Regions from separate parts of the Hordeum vulgare genome. Here region 1 is linked to region 2. The links are chromatin contacts, called in public Hi-C maps. All regions are on one chromosome and are shown on one strand. The core of a region is the stretch at or near the end of the contact, and the rest is flanking DNA. Distances in the headings are between cores, read along the strand shown. Region 1 holds the start of LOC123396129 (putative 1-phosphatidylinositol-3-phosphate 5-kinase FAB1C). Region 2 holds the start of LOC123396095 (plant UBX domain-containing protein 2).

Region 1 (6,908 bases), core at 4,170-6,669, 530 kb after region 2:
GCATATGATACGATACTGGTTGGCTCGTCATCATAGACAGCAACAACAATGGCACCTTCAGAACCAATATGAGGCAGCAGCAGCCGTGCCCCATCACTCACCATATGAGAAGGCGACTTGAGATATGTAGGTGCACGGGTAAGAATAACATTTAAGTTTCCCCTTGATCTAGGAGATATTTGAGAAAAAGCCCTACGCATGTTTGTCATCGGATCCTTTACAAGGCTTGTCAAATCTCTAAAGGAATCAACTGATCTCATTTTCAAGGACAAATGTAATGAAGCAGGCAACAGTCCACTTTGTTCCCGTTCATGCAATCTGAATATAGAATCAAATGAATGAACTCGAACTGGGGAGATTGCCTTCTTGTAACTTGGATTGCCCAACAAACTAAAAGAACCCTTTCCATCAGCTTTGATCAAATCTTGTGGAAGACTGCAGTGTGCTTCAGTAGATCCACTCCATAACATATCTATTTTATCAGATAAAATAGATGCAAGAGAGGGTAACCTCTCGACTGGTACCGTCTCGATGGAATTCATGGGAAGGCGCTGTCCATTTTCACACACACTGAATTTGCTAAAGACCACATCAAGATCTCCTGCACCACTCACACCATCCACCAGCTCAATCGGCAAATTTGTCTCAACCAAGATATTCCCGTTATCCATTGAGGCCTCTCTGGATAGTAGAGATCTCCTTGGACTTCCAGAGGAGCACCTTCTGTATGTAGTAGATCCTACATGTGTTTCCCCATGCTGTGTAACAGTCGTCAGTAGCTCAGATTTATCTTCCTTTATGCTGGTGGCTTGGAGATTTTCTGGATTGGAAGAATCAGCTCTGGCAATATGGCCATTTGCTTTAAGTGAATCTATGTTACACAACCTGCAGTCCCAAACGTATGCATCTAGGAGGAGACCACGTCTCACACGGTTGAGTTCCAGAGTATCAATAGTTGATTTCATGGAATGAACACTCCCCTTTATAACTGGTAGAAGCAAACCCTGCAAAACAAAATAAAATGAGGATAAGAAAAACAATAGAAAACATACACACACAAAAGGCGCTAAAGACTCGGACAATAAACAAGGAGAAAAAACAGAAGGCCCACCTCGTATTCATTTCTTTCCCTGTTAAGCAAATCCTTCATCTCTACAATCTGCTTCCGTATACCTGTTTTTACTGGCTCATCCAAGGTGATGATACTCCTCTCAATACTATTAAGGAAACCATATACCTCCATATGTAAGGATTCCATTTCATCAAATACCTACATAAGAAAATTATTGCAAATAACCAAAGTTGAGAATGAAGAGCACAGAAATGAATCACTGATCTGTTTAACATAGGATATTAAACAGTATACCATGAGTGTTTCTCCTTTCACCCAGTCTTGCATGCCGTGACAATTGAAATTCAGCTCCAAGGGTGGGAGGTTAACTGATCGAGTAACCATGGGACTATAGTGGAAGGCTGCTACCATATTTCCATACCTGCAATGTTTTGTAAGCAGATTCAATTTCATGATAGGATTGGATACAGAGAGCTAAAACATATGAATGAGCTACAGACCCATAGAAACGAAGGCAGTCCCGTTGTAGAGAATGCCCACAACTCGCAACTCGGTTGGCAGTTGCATGATTAGAAAAGCTGAGCTCTAGAAACTTCCCAAAGGATAGACCCCAAGCAGAATCAGACATGACCACTCTATGTGTAGCAGGCGGCATTCCATCTTCAAATTCGCACTTCATACATCTGTGCCACATCCATATCCTTCCATCGTGTTCACCTGGCAGCTTTTGGGATAAGAGACGCCTAACACTTATTGTTAGGCTGCCATTCTGGTGCATGTAGCATCTGGCATGTGATTCTGAAGGCTCCTTGCATGACGGACAACAATATGCCTGAAAAGAAATGCAACAACACATTACTATTTCAAAAAAAATGATAAAGGAATACTTGAGAAAACAGAATACAATTCATAGGCACATATTAGATGTACCTGGTCAAATAAGTTTTCGCGAAGGTATCTCCCAAGTGGCTTATCAAAGCTACCATAAAACTTGATGCGGAAGAGGTGGGAACGCTCACATGCTAAGTTTTTGGGGATACAGGTGCTTGAGAGGGAAACTAAGATGCTCTGATGATTGTCAGTACCAGGTAAGTAGCTACATGAAAGCCTGTTCTGGTTATCTAGGTCTCCTGCTTGGAAGTCATCTGGTGGTAGGCCATTCCCACTGTTTTCCAATTGACATAAATTCACGGGTATCTGAGCCAAGACAGCTTTTTGGCAGGCATTCACGGCATTCAGGAAATTGTCATGATTAACAGGAGATTCAGATTCAGTACACTCAGGTGCACTTCGAAGGCTTTCCCCATCCAATCGTAATGAAGGCGGTGATGCAGAAATACCATCAAACATTTGCACAATGGCAGCAGTATGTAGGCATTTCTCTTCCGCGGCTCTGAGAGTATCAGTAGTATCACGATCAGCAGACTTAGCAGAAACGTGACCTGTATTGGTCCATGCTTGTTGTGCACCCATCGCAGTTAACGAAAGAACACGTGGAATTGTTGCGCCCTCATCAGCAAGGAATGATGTCTCGAGGGATAGATGATAAGCAGCAAACACTGCAAGTTGCATTGCATGCTTGATCTTCTTCAATTCTTCTCGACAATTACCTCTTAGTAGGACCTAAATAGAAGCATTGCACGTTTAGCTTGCAGAATGGTTCTGGAATAACGTATGAGTAAACAATTCAAGAACAGTTCCAAAGTATATAAGATCAACAGGTGAGTGCATCATATGATAGGAGAAGTGAAAATAAATGCCCAACAAACCATTTTATTATTCCAATCAAGTATCTTCACAAAGGGGTAATTACCGTGCAACCCAGGCGCTTCAGACAGCCTTCAAAAAACATCAGTGTTTTTGTTGTTGGTCTCTTCTCTGCATGTCCTGATGCAAATGATTCCAGAACCTTCTCCACCTTGAACATGTCACATTGCCCTAGCCTTGCTGAAGCAATGTTATCAATTGATGAGGCAATCTGACCGCCTGTGCATTTTGATATTCTCTCCAAAAGTGTCCTCTTTACATTCAGAACTAATGAGATATCTTTCGCTAAGAGCTCCTGGGCATAAGATGAGACGCTCTTCTCAACTATCAGCACATTAGGTTTCCTAGACTCAATCTTTCCAACAACAGTTCGTAGATATTCCTTTTCCTACAGATAGAACATCTGTCAGCATGTAAACATCATACTTAAATTTCAAAAACATGCACAGATACAAACCTGTTCGAGTATAGTCCCAATTGATGCTAACTTATTAGAAGCTTTCTGGTACTCAAGTGCACCTCCTAAAATGAGCAATTTGGCATTACTGTACTCGGAAACCATCCGTTTGTGTTTTACATTTTTGGAGCAAACAATCCCTCTTACAAAATTGCTGCAATCAACAGGCTATCAATCAGTATCAAATTATGAACAGTACAAGCATGCAAGGCGTAGAAACATCAGAAGCGAGCACATACCTATCAGTTGGGTTCCCAGATGCTATGCACTTGATCTTCACATAATCACTAGGATCCATGCTGCCGCCTTTCTTGGTGTCAGGTTTCACAAAGTAAGCGGCTTGCCAGGCTAACGAGGACACAATATCTAGCCAGATTTTGGAATCCTTCTCACTGGCCAACACAACACCTTCGGCCTTCAGTAACTGTGCAACTAGAGCTTGAAAATGCCTAAATAGATCCTTCTGAACACTCTCTTGGTGGGACTCACAATTGATATCACTGGCAGCAGTTACTCTATTAGTCTTAGCACTGAAACAGTTTGGGGCAAAAGTGTCGTTGGAGTCCCCAATTTCATCATCATCGTCATCGAATCCAAATAACCTCGATTCAGCATCATCAATCTCATCTTCAGGCGGTGGTGGGCACCAAATATTATCACCAAAGTCGAAGATAGAGGATGGCCCATGGCTTGGTCTGCTGTTCTCAGCGATGCTAACATCAGCCAGGTCATGAGGATCATCTGAGTCGATCGCTGCAATTGCACCATTATCAGAAGCATCATTCTGCCTCGCGGCACAAGTAGGACTCTCTGTGGGGCTTGGGGTCATCGATCTGTATGTTGAGTTACTAACACTAACACTAGAATCTGTATCTGAAAAGTCATTTAAGAAGTAAGTCCCAGGGGCTAAAAATTGGACCCTGGGTTCATGAGCCTCCTCGTCGTCCGCTTGCCTGCATCAACAATCATTCAGAACTCGTCAACAGTGGCCAGAGCTAGACAACCAACCTCTACTCCTCAAGCCATCAGCATCCATCAACATCAACCACTACTTCCAAAGAAAGAGGGGCGATAATTAAAGCCATTCTAAGTAATTGACCAGACATTTTACACTTATTAGCAGGCAACGGAAGTAAATAATAAATGATTTACTAGTTCACTTCCATATCATTTGGAGTACTACTATAGTTTAGTGTTAGGAACCAATTAGTTTTGCACTATAGATAGAGACAGAGATTTTCGTTACCTAATATCGCGGTCTGGAGGAGGGGAGCCCGGCGCCACGTCGCTTTTGCTCCTGGATCTCGCCTCGGGCGCCCGCAGCGGCGTCGTGGGCGGCTCGGCAGGCGACGCCGGGCTGTTTGGCCGCCCGGGCGGGCCGCCGCCATGCCCCACCGATCGGCGGCGTCGCGTCTCTATGCGCGCGAGGGCGTCACCATCGGCGCCGCCCTTGTGCATGTGGCGCTGCGGGTAGTCGGCGACGAGGGATCTGGCCTTCTCCGGTGCGCCCATCGCCGCGAAATCCAGCACGCCCATCCCTACCAGACCACCACGCTACGCTCAAACCAACCGACTAAAAAAAACTGCCAGAAAAATGGAGCAAGAAACAACGGGGCGCGCCGAACCTACGCGACGCGGACGCGCGGAAGATTCCTTCCTCCCAAAGCCACCGTCCACCCCCACCAACGCGCGCGGAACTAACTGGCGTGCCCAGGCCCTGGGGGGCGGGGGCGCTGGGAGATGGAGCCGTGCTCCGGCGAGGACGCGATGGAGCGGGGCTCCGGCGAGGAGGCGGTGGAGCGGGGATTCAGCCAATGCGGGAGCGGCGGGCAGCGGCGAGAGGATCGGGGCCGGAGAAGCGCGGCTTGGCTGCAGATTTGGGAGCTTTGGAGGGGTGGGAACGCGTGCGTTGGCGAGAGCTTGGAGGGGAGGGAGAGGGCAGGGGAAGGCGGGCGGCGGCGGCGAAGCGGCGGTGCTTATTATACGGATATGGAGATTGGGAGGGAGATTTGAGAGTGAATACTAGTAGTAGGAATGTGACACCGTAAAATGGGGACGCTAACGGCGAGGGGAAGCGGCGTGCGCTGTCGAAATCCCGTTTCCTCCTTCCGGTTTCGCCTTGTGGAATTGTGGAGTACGGTGGATATATGGCGGGGGTACCTATTATAGGACGGATGATTATCAATGCAAGGAAATATGCAATAATGCAAGGAAATATGCAATGGATGTCGATGTAATCTTATCTGTGGCACTTAATGATGTCCATCTTTTCTTGATTATTTTTTGCTGATTATTAATAACCTAAAATAATTCACTGTCCACTTTAAAAACAGACCGCGAACGTGCGGAAACTAGGTCTTACCATTGTTTTCGCAGCGCACGAGTGTGAAGTGTATATGCAACACATGTGATGGCATGGTGACGCGTGTGTTCTACACGCGAACACGTGTAAGTGGACGATATTTAAAATAGAATGAAATGAAAAATTATATGTATCATTGTTGATAATGGGCCATTATCAATGGCATATAATGGTAGGATTTAAATATACTTGTATCACTAAGTTTAGTTTTGAAGGAGAAAGCTTGGGAAAGATAATGAAAATATCTCATAAAACAAAATATGCCTTGTAATTCCTGACAAATATGAAGAGAATATTTTTTATAGAAAGGGATGGGGAGACTAGATGTTGATTATTAACCGCAACGAAAATATATCCCTCGGTAAACATACCCTTATCTATTACACTTGTCATTGCATGTTACTAACTACTCCCTCCGTTTATTTATATAAGGTGTATTTTTTAAGTCAAACAAGATCATGTTTGACCAAGTTTGTAGGAGCATATACCAACACCCATAATATAAAGTTCATATCATTTGAACCATCATGACAAGTAATTTCATATTTTATCTATTCGGTATTGCATATATCGTTAGTTTATTTTATAATCTTGGCCAAACATTTAAATGGTTGACTTGCACGAAAAATAGTACACCTTATATTCTGAAACGAACAGAGTACATAATTGTAAAAGCATGCCTGGTCTAAGGAAAGTGAAATGCATTGATTCTTTTTATCTATGTCTTAATAATGGGACATAATTAATGGCGGACTATGTAGATCTTTGATGTAGGGTACTTTATTTGCTTATATATTTGTTATCAATGCACTGGACGCACATACCCTCAAAAAATGCACTCGATGCACATAGTCGAGGAAGTATACATAATATAATATAATGATATTTTAATATTATGTGATAACATTAAATACTCATTCAGTGCGAAGTTGCATACTTTTTCTCTAAAGGAGCGCAATATTTGAGATGCTACATTGGTCGTTGTTTAAAAAATATATACTAGTTAAAAGATGTTTAAATTCAAAAAAAATATGAAGATTCTAATGGTACGGTGTTTTCCTAGCATGTTAATTAGTTGTCAAATATAAAGAAGATTTGGTCATAGTTTAATGTAAAAATCGTACATTTTGGAGTGTAGATAGTAACACTATGCAACCAAAAAATATTTTCGTAGGCAATTAAACATATATAAATAGAAAAATAAAACTATATATATATAGGCTAGAGATGCATAAAATTTAAAGGACCAT
Region 2 (6,999 bases), core at 3,085-5,584:
GTGTAGATCAATCGGGTTTTGTGATAGACCCTTGTTCCACCGCGCCCACCTGACAACCAGATTCTGTCGCAACCCGAGGATCGCTGCAGATTCAATGAAAGATAATGAGGAGACGGTGCCGCAACCCGAGGATCACCGCAGATTCAATGGACGATAATAAGGAGACGACGGCAGGTATGGCCAAAAGCTCACGACGACGACATGATTGCCCCAGAAGAAAAAGAAACCCTATCGAGAGAGGGGAAACGTTCATGTAAGGATTTCCTTCACTTAGTTGATCGCCTACTTTACATGGTCGATGGGCCTCAATTAGTCTCTCCTACTTTACATGCTCGATTTAACACATGGGCCTAGGCCGCATCAGTGACCTTCCCGGCATGAGAATATCCGAGTTAAGGGCGAAAGCCCGGTCAAAAATATATGCGAAAAATACAAAAATATGCAAAGAAAGTAGTTCTCTCCCCAACAACAAATATTATGGTACAGAGGAAGTACATTCTAAAAATAACACAGCACAGGTATCAATAGTCTTACAAAAAGAACAGTGTTGTCGTAGCATGCCTTCTGTGACATGTACCAGAAGTCGTATTACTAATTCAGTCAAATTTTCAAATGAAAAAAGAAACTTCAGCAGCAAAGGCAGATTAGCCCACACATGCATTTCAAGCCAACTCATTGTATAAACCTTAACAGTAGAGGGGATACTGAATTAACGAGTTCTAGTATCAAATGCAAAATCAAGAAAAAGTTAAATGTATTGTACACATTGTATAGCTCACTCATCGCTCAGGTACAGTTGACAGTGCGACTGATGAATTATTGGGTTTTTACCATGTAAAGTATGGCAATCGCCAAACAATCTATGTACCAGACTATCGATCAACCTATCAAGTATGCAAATGACATATCCCTGTGACTGAGTTACAACAATATGAAGTCCAATGTAACAGTAGATTTGAGGGGAGAATGGGGGCCCGCAGTCCAACAATCAAGAGGAAGCAGCTGTAAATGGTTCACTAGCCTCCAGAAGCTTGTTAAGCAAGCCGGTGAACACAATAGAATCGGTCTCATTGGGCTTGAATTTAAGGAGAGCAGAAGGTACTAGGCCTTCATCTTGCAACGTGCGTGCCCGCTCTCCTGTATTTGGAGAATGCGGTAACACACGTGACCTAGGAACAGCTGGACAGATAAGATCAAATTCCAAGCCTGGCTGCTTCAAAGCGGACGCAACAAACTGCATAAGGGAAAGCAGCAGATTAACCAAAAGGCTACAAAGCCAGTACTTGAAATGAATATGTGATACTAGGTGAATATAGCTTTAAACACTACGTACAAAATACCGTTGGATAGCCCAGGTAACAACATAAGCATGGGAAACAACTTCATGACTTCAAACATACATAAAGACTGTTATATACAGATTCGACATTGGCCCGTAAGCCAAACTTGCAAATTCCAGAATTACACTTGGGATATTGACAAATAATCAGGTACGCAAAATAAATAGTGTATATGACAAGTGTACAAGTCCTAGAGTGGAAGAAAATACCAAAGGATTCAACACCTCATTCTCGATTGAGAGATATGCAGATGATACTCAACGGGACAAAATCATACAGACAAACAAGCATAGAGGGCAGAAGTACCTCATATAGTGAACTAGTAGCCTCCGCTGGAAGGAATACGCCCTGGAGAATTACTCCATCAGGAAACTGAACTCGGATGACAGCTTGTTTGTACTTCTGTCGAGCAGCCAGTGCCTGCTTCTCCTTATATGACTTTGGAATTAGCAACCGAGATTGTTCCAGCCTTTCCCTCCTCATCTTTGCCTCGTTCCTTACCTCCTCACCGCTAAGTTTGTAGAAGGAATCTGGTGTATCAATTTCTGCAACAGAACTTCCAGGGACATTGAAGAATACCCGAATCTGTGAAGTTATCATGGAAGTTCAATAAATTACATTTCTAAGGAGATATAAATGGGAGCAACAGCAAACTGCAAAATGGACAATCAATTGCAGAACATAACAGAAAAAGGACGCATCAGAGCACATATAGTCGTATATATGCTAAATTTCAGGTCTCAAGAGAAATACCCTTACAGTAATTACTAAATTCAACATGTTGAGGAAAAAAAATGTTAGTGGTGAAACACATGTATGCTATCAGATGCTGATATACCCCCGCCAACTTACGCACATATATATCAGAAACTGATATATCCCAATACCATGATATGTATCTTATTTGAGCTTCTTTAGTCAGAAGTACAAGCTGGGAGCTGTGACATGTCAATTTAGCTTCTTTAGTCAGAAGTTGCAACAGTTTTACCTGAACCCATACGTGATACGTCCATCCCCGCAAGATCAGATTCAAAAACAAAATCCGAATATCTGCATCTGATATATAATCAGGGACCAAGTTCCAATATTTAATTAGAACTAATTGCTCTACAATTTTTGAAATATACATTTTATAATTGCAGAAGTGTATAAAATGCATTTTCTGTAGCATGTGTCTTACACGATAGAGACAACATGTAGTGTATCCCAAACAGGAACATTATAAAGATACCATTCCACATACTTTGTAGCAAAAAGTAACAACATTGACAGAATGCTACAATGTTCCGAACATAGAAATAACTTAATTTAGGTATGAACTAAATATCATAGGTATAAAAAAGACAGGCCAAATCTTAAACATGAATATCAAAGTGTACTGTGTACAACAATACAAAAGACAGGCCAAAACTCAAACATGAATGTAGAAGTGTACGGCAATATAAAAGATGGGCCAAAACTCAAACATGAACATAGAAGTGTACGGCAATATAAAAGATGGGCCAAAACTCAAACATGAATATAGAAGTGTACAGCAAAAGGAAGTATCACATTTTACATACTACGTAGTTTCCTACATTCTGACCTCCAACATACTCCCTCCGTCTCAAAATAACTGTCTCAACCTTAGTATAACTTTGTACTAGAGCTAGTACAAAGTTGAGACACTTATTTTGGGACGGAGGGAGTATGATGGAGTAATATAGACTGCAAGTTTCCGGGATTCCACAATATGTCATGGAAATGGTACCACATTGTTAAGACAGACTTCCTATATATGAACATGACTGCATAATTTAGCACTGATCTCACAGAAATGGCATCACATTTTTATGATCTATTGGTGTAAGCACATCAATATTTAGTCGTTTTTACTCATTACTAAGTTCAAACAAAATCTATTTCTCACGAGTAAAGATGTGACATGTGTACACCAAGAAAATCATAGTGTGGACAAACCAACCTATCCATGCAGTTCAATTCATTGAGCAAAATATGATCATCCACATAACCAATTGATGGAGTAAACATTGAATTAGACGCCTGCTCACCTGACGATCAACAATCTTGTTAACCTCCTTTTGCTCGTCAACTCCGCTGCGGCAGCTCTCTTTGGACTCAGACCCGGCCAGAGTAGGTAGCGATGCCGAAGGATGGGACCTCTCAAGCAGTAGCACGGCCTGCCTGATCCCGCTAAGCCTCGCTTCCGTAGGAGTCTCGTCCATCGCGGCAAAGAGCTCCCCGCTCTCATCCCCGATCGTGAACCCTACCGCCTCGAGGAGCTCAAGCCCGCCCTCCCTGTCCGCCACGGCCTCCTTGATCCTAGGGTTACCGAGCCTGACCCTCCTGTACTTGTCGTTGCCGGGCTCCTTGAGCAGGTTGCCGAGAAGCTTCTTCACGACCTCGGCGGCCGCCGCGGGCGGGTTCGCGGCGAGGTACGCGGCAGCGCGGGCGCGGGCGCCGCCGGCCGACGCGAGGCAGCCATCGAGGTGCTCCGAGACGGCGTGCTCGGAGGAGAAGGCGTCGCCGCAGTTGGGGCACACGACCGTGTCGCCGCCGTTGGCATCTGGGCGGCGGGAGGAGGAGGAGGAGATGACGGCGGTGAAGGGGGTGAATTCGGAGGGGCCGGGCGGGCGCGGGGGCTGCTGCTTGGGGGCGGGCCTGGGGCTAGGGTTAGGGTTTGATTGACGGGAGGAGGAGGTGGAGGCGGAGGGGGGAGGGCCGGAGCCGAGGACGTGGGAGGGGCCCTTGAAGGACGGGGCGGAGGAGGAGGTGACCTTCTTCATGAGATCCTTCATCTTGTCCTTCATCATGGTCGCCGGCGGCCACTAGGTGTAGGCGGCAGAGGAGGAGGAGGATTGGCGTGGACGGGGAGTAGACTCGGTGGTGGTTGCCTCCGCGGGGTTCGAGGGGAAGAAGCAACGCGAGGGGAACAGATTGATAAAAGAAGGAAGAGCTACGGTGGTGGAGATCCAGCTGGGAAATGAAGCCGGCGTCCGGCAATCAGGCAATGGCATGGTACTTCGCTGCGAAGGCATCTTCGCCGAGTGGGCCGGGATGAACTCGGGACTGAAACTGGGCTTTGTTGGAGAATAGCACTTGCGCTCTACCCGTGGGCTTAGGCCCTGTTTCTTTAAAAAGTCCTAAAACTTTTTTTTTAGAGGGTGTTTGGATACGTTTTAGTCCCATGACTAAAAATAATGAGACTAAAACTTGCTAGCCTCACTCATGCTTGATTCAAATACTAAAGAGACTAAAATCAAGTTAATGAGCATTTATTATCCTCCAAACCCTCCAATCCAAAACTTGCATGAGGAGTTAAATGAGGAGAGAGAGGACTAATGCACATTTTAGTAGGGGTATCCCTGACTAAAAGATTTTAGTCTCAAGACTAGTTTTAGCCTCTCTTTAGTCAGGGTTGCTTGGAACTTTAGCCTCTTAAAGAGACTAGTTTTAGTCAAACTAGTTTTAGTCTCTTGGATCCAAGCACCCTCTTAGTCCCAACTAAAAAGTCTTTAGTCCTTACCGGTTTCTTTTCAGGGACTAAACATGGACTGGATGTCATTAAATTACATGCAAAAAGACCATGTTACCCCTAGTAATGTAGTAGAAGTTATTAAATGACATATGCTAAAAGTAGGGGCATGATAACCCACAAGTATATAGGAGATCGCAATAGTTTTTTAAGGGTAGAGTATTCAACCCAAATTTATTGATTCGACTCAAAGGAAAGCGAAAGTATATTCTGAAGTATTAGCAGTTGAGTTGTCAATTCAACCACACCTGAAAGATTTAGTGTCTCCAGCAAAGTATCAATAGCAAAGAAGTATGATAGCAGCAGTAGCAACAGAGTAACAGTAGCAGCAGTGACAGCAGTAGCGGCAAAGTAACAGTAGCAGGGACCAGTAGGAAAAACTCGTAGGCATTGGATCGGTGATGGATGATTATGCCGGATGCTATTCATCATGTAACAGCTATAACACAGAGAGATATGTAACTAGCTCCCGTTCGTCAATCTAATGTAGGCAACTATTCCATATGTAGTCATACGTGCTTAGGAAAAAGAACTTGCATGACATCTATTGTCCATCCCTCCCGTGGCAGCGGGGTCCTAATGGAAACTACGGGATATTAATATTCTTCTTTTAATAAAGAACCGGACCAACGCATTAACACTTGGTGAATACATGAACTCCTCATACTATGGTCATCTCCGGGAGTGGTTTCGGCTATTGTCACTCCGGGGTTGCCGGGTCATAACACATAGTAGGTGACTACAACTTGCAAGATAGGATCTAAAACACACATATATTGGCGATAACATAATAGGTTCAGATCTGAAATCATGGCACTCGGGCCCTAGTGACAAGCATTAAGCATGGCAAAGTAGTAGCAACATCAATCTCAGAACATAGTGGATACTAGGGATCAATCCCCGTCAAAACTAACTCGATTACATGATAGATCTCATCCAACTCATCATCGTCCAGCAAGCCTACGATGAGATTACTCACGAACGGTGAAGAGCATCATGGAATTGGCGATGAAGGAAGGTTGATGATGACGATGGCGACGATCTCCCCTCTCCGGAGCCCAGAACGGACTCCAGATCTGCCCTCCAGATGAAGAACAGGAGGTGGTGGCGCCTTCGTATCGTAAAATGCGATGAATCCTTCTCCCTGATTTTTTTCCGGATGAAACGGACTATATAGAGCTGGATTGAGAGGCGGTGGAGCGTCGTGGGCTCCACAAGCCTGCCCGGCGCGGCAGGGGGGCGCCTGGTGGGCTTGTGGGCTCACGGCTCCACTCCCTCCGCTGATTCTTGCGCCAGTATTTTTCATTAATTCCAGAAAAAATCTTCGTAAATTTTCAGGTCATTCCGAGAACTTTTATTTTTGCGCAAAAACAACACCATGGCAATTCTGCTGAAAACAGCGTTAATCCGGGTTAGTTCCATTCAAATCGTGCAAATTAGAGTCCAAAACAAGGGCAAAAGAGTTCGGGAAAGTAAATACGACGGAGACGTATCAACTCCCCCAAGCTTAAAGCCTTGCTTGTCCTCAAGCAATTCAGTTGACAAACTGAAAGAGACAAAAGAAAAACTTTGACGAACTCTGTTTGATCTTGTTGTTGCAACTATGTCTAACTCATAACCAGAATTTCAGCAAGATCACAAGCAAACCACATAAGCAAATGACATCTAGGTCTCACGGTAAACTCATATCAATGGCATAATCAACTAGCGAGCAAATAATAATAAGTCTCAAACGTCAACACTTCAATCAAAACAATCATGAAGCAGTACGAACAGATGGTATCTCGCTAACTGTTTCTGAGACCGCAAAACATAAATGCTGAGCACCTTCAAAGACCAAGGGCTCACTAAACATTGTAATTCATGGCAAAGAAGATCCAGTCACAGTCATACTCAACACAATTAAAAGCAAAGCATAAAAACGACAGAGGTGCTCTCTAATTGGTGCTTTCATAAGAGGAGGGTGACTCAACAGGAACATAAATAGACAGGCCCTTCGCAGAAGGAAGCATTGATTTGCAGAGGTGCCAGAGCTCAAGCTTTTGAAAACAGAGATAATAATTTTGGGTGGCATGCTTTCATTGTCAACGCAATGACTAAGAGTTCTCACCATCTTCCACGCTA

Evidence for each region. Hi-C and Micro-C count contacts between places; a contact is called where the count stands out from the background.
Region 1: a Hi-C map of seedling shows a contact between it and region 2, with 4 times the contacts expected there. The contact joins the promoter of LOC123396129 here to the promoter of LOC123396095 in region 2. A contact is called at or near these places in 1 of 6 Hi-C or Micro-C datasets (seedling) and 1 of 1 datasets of contacts at active chromatin or transcription factors (embryo).

Annotation. Positions count from the first base shown.
Region 1 is chr5H:425,230,961-425,237,868 of MorexV3_pseudomolecules_assembly, forward strand. It overlaps LOC123396129 (putative 1-phosphatidylinositol-3-phosphate 5-kinase FAB1C), which reads right to left and starts at 5,420. Exons shown (of 12, transcript XM_045091179.1): 1 at 4,926-5,420; 2 at 4,543-4,834; 3 at 3,536-4,249; 4 at 3,297-3,450; 5 at 2,886-3,227; 6 at 2,003-2,695; 7 at 1,573-1,904; 8 at 1,367-1,493; 9 at 1,112-1,270; 10 at 1-1,004. The coding sequence starts at 4,832.
Region 2 is chr5H:424,697,693-424,704,691 of MorexV3_pseudomolecules_assembly, forward strand. It overlaps LOC123396095 (plant UBX domain-containing protein 2), which reads right to left and starts at 4,335. Exons shown (of 3, transcript XM_045091132.1): 1 at 3,392-4,335; 2 at 1,647-1,925; 3 at 661-1,234. The coding sequence starts at 4,153. The coding sequence ends at 989.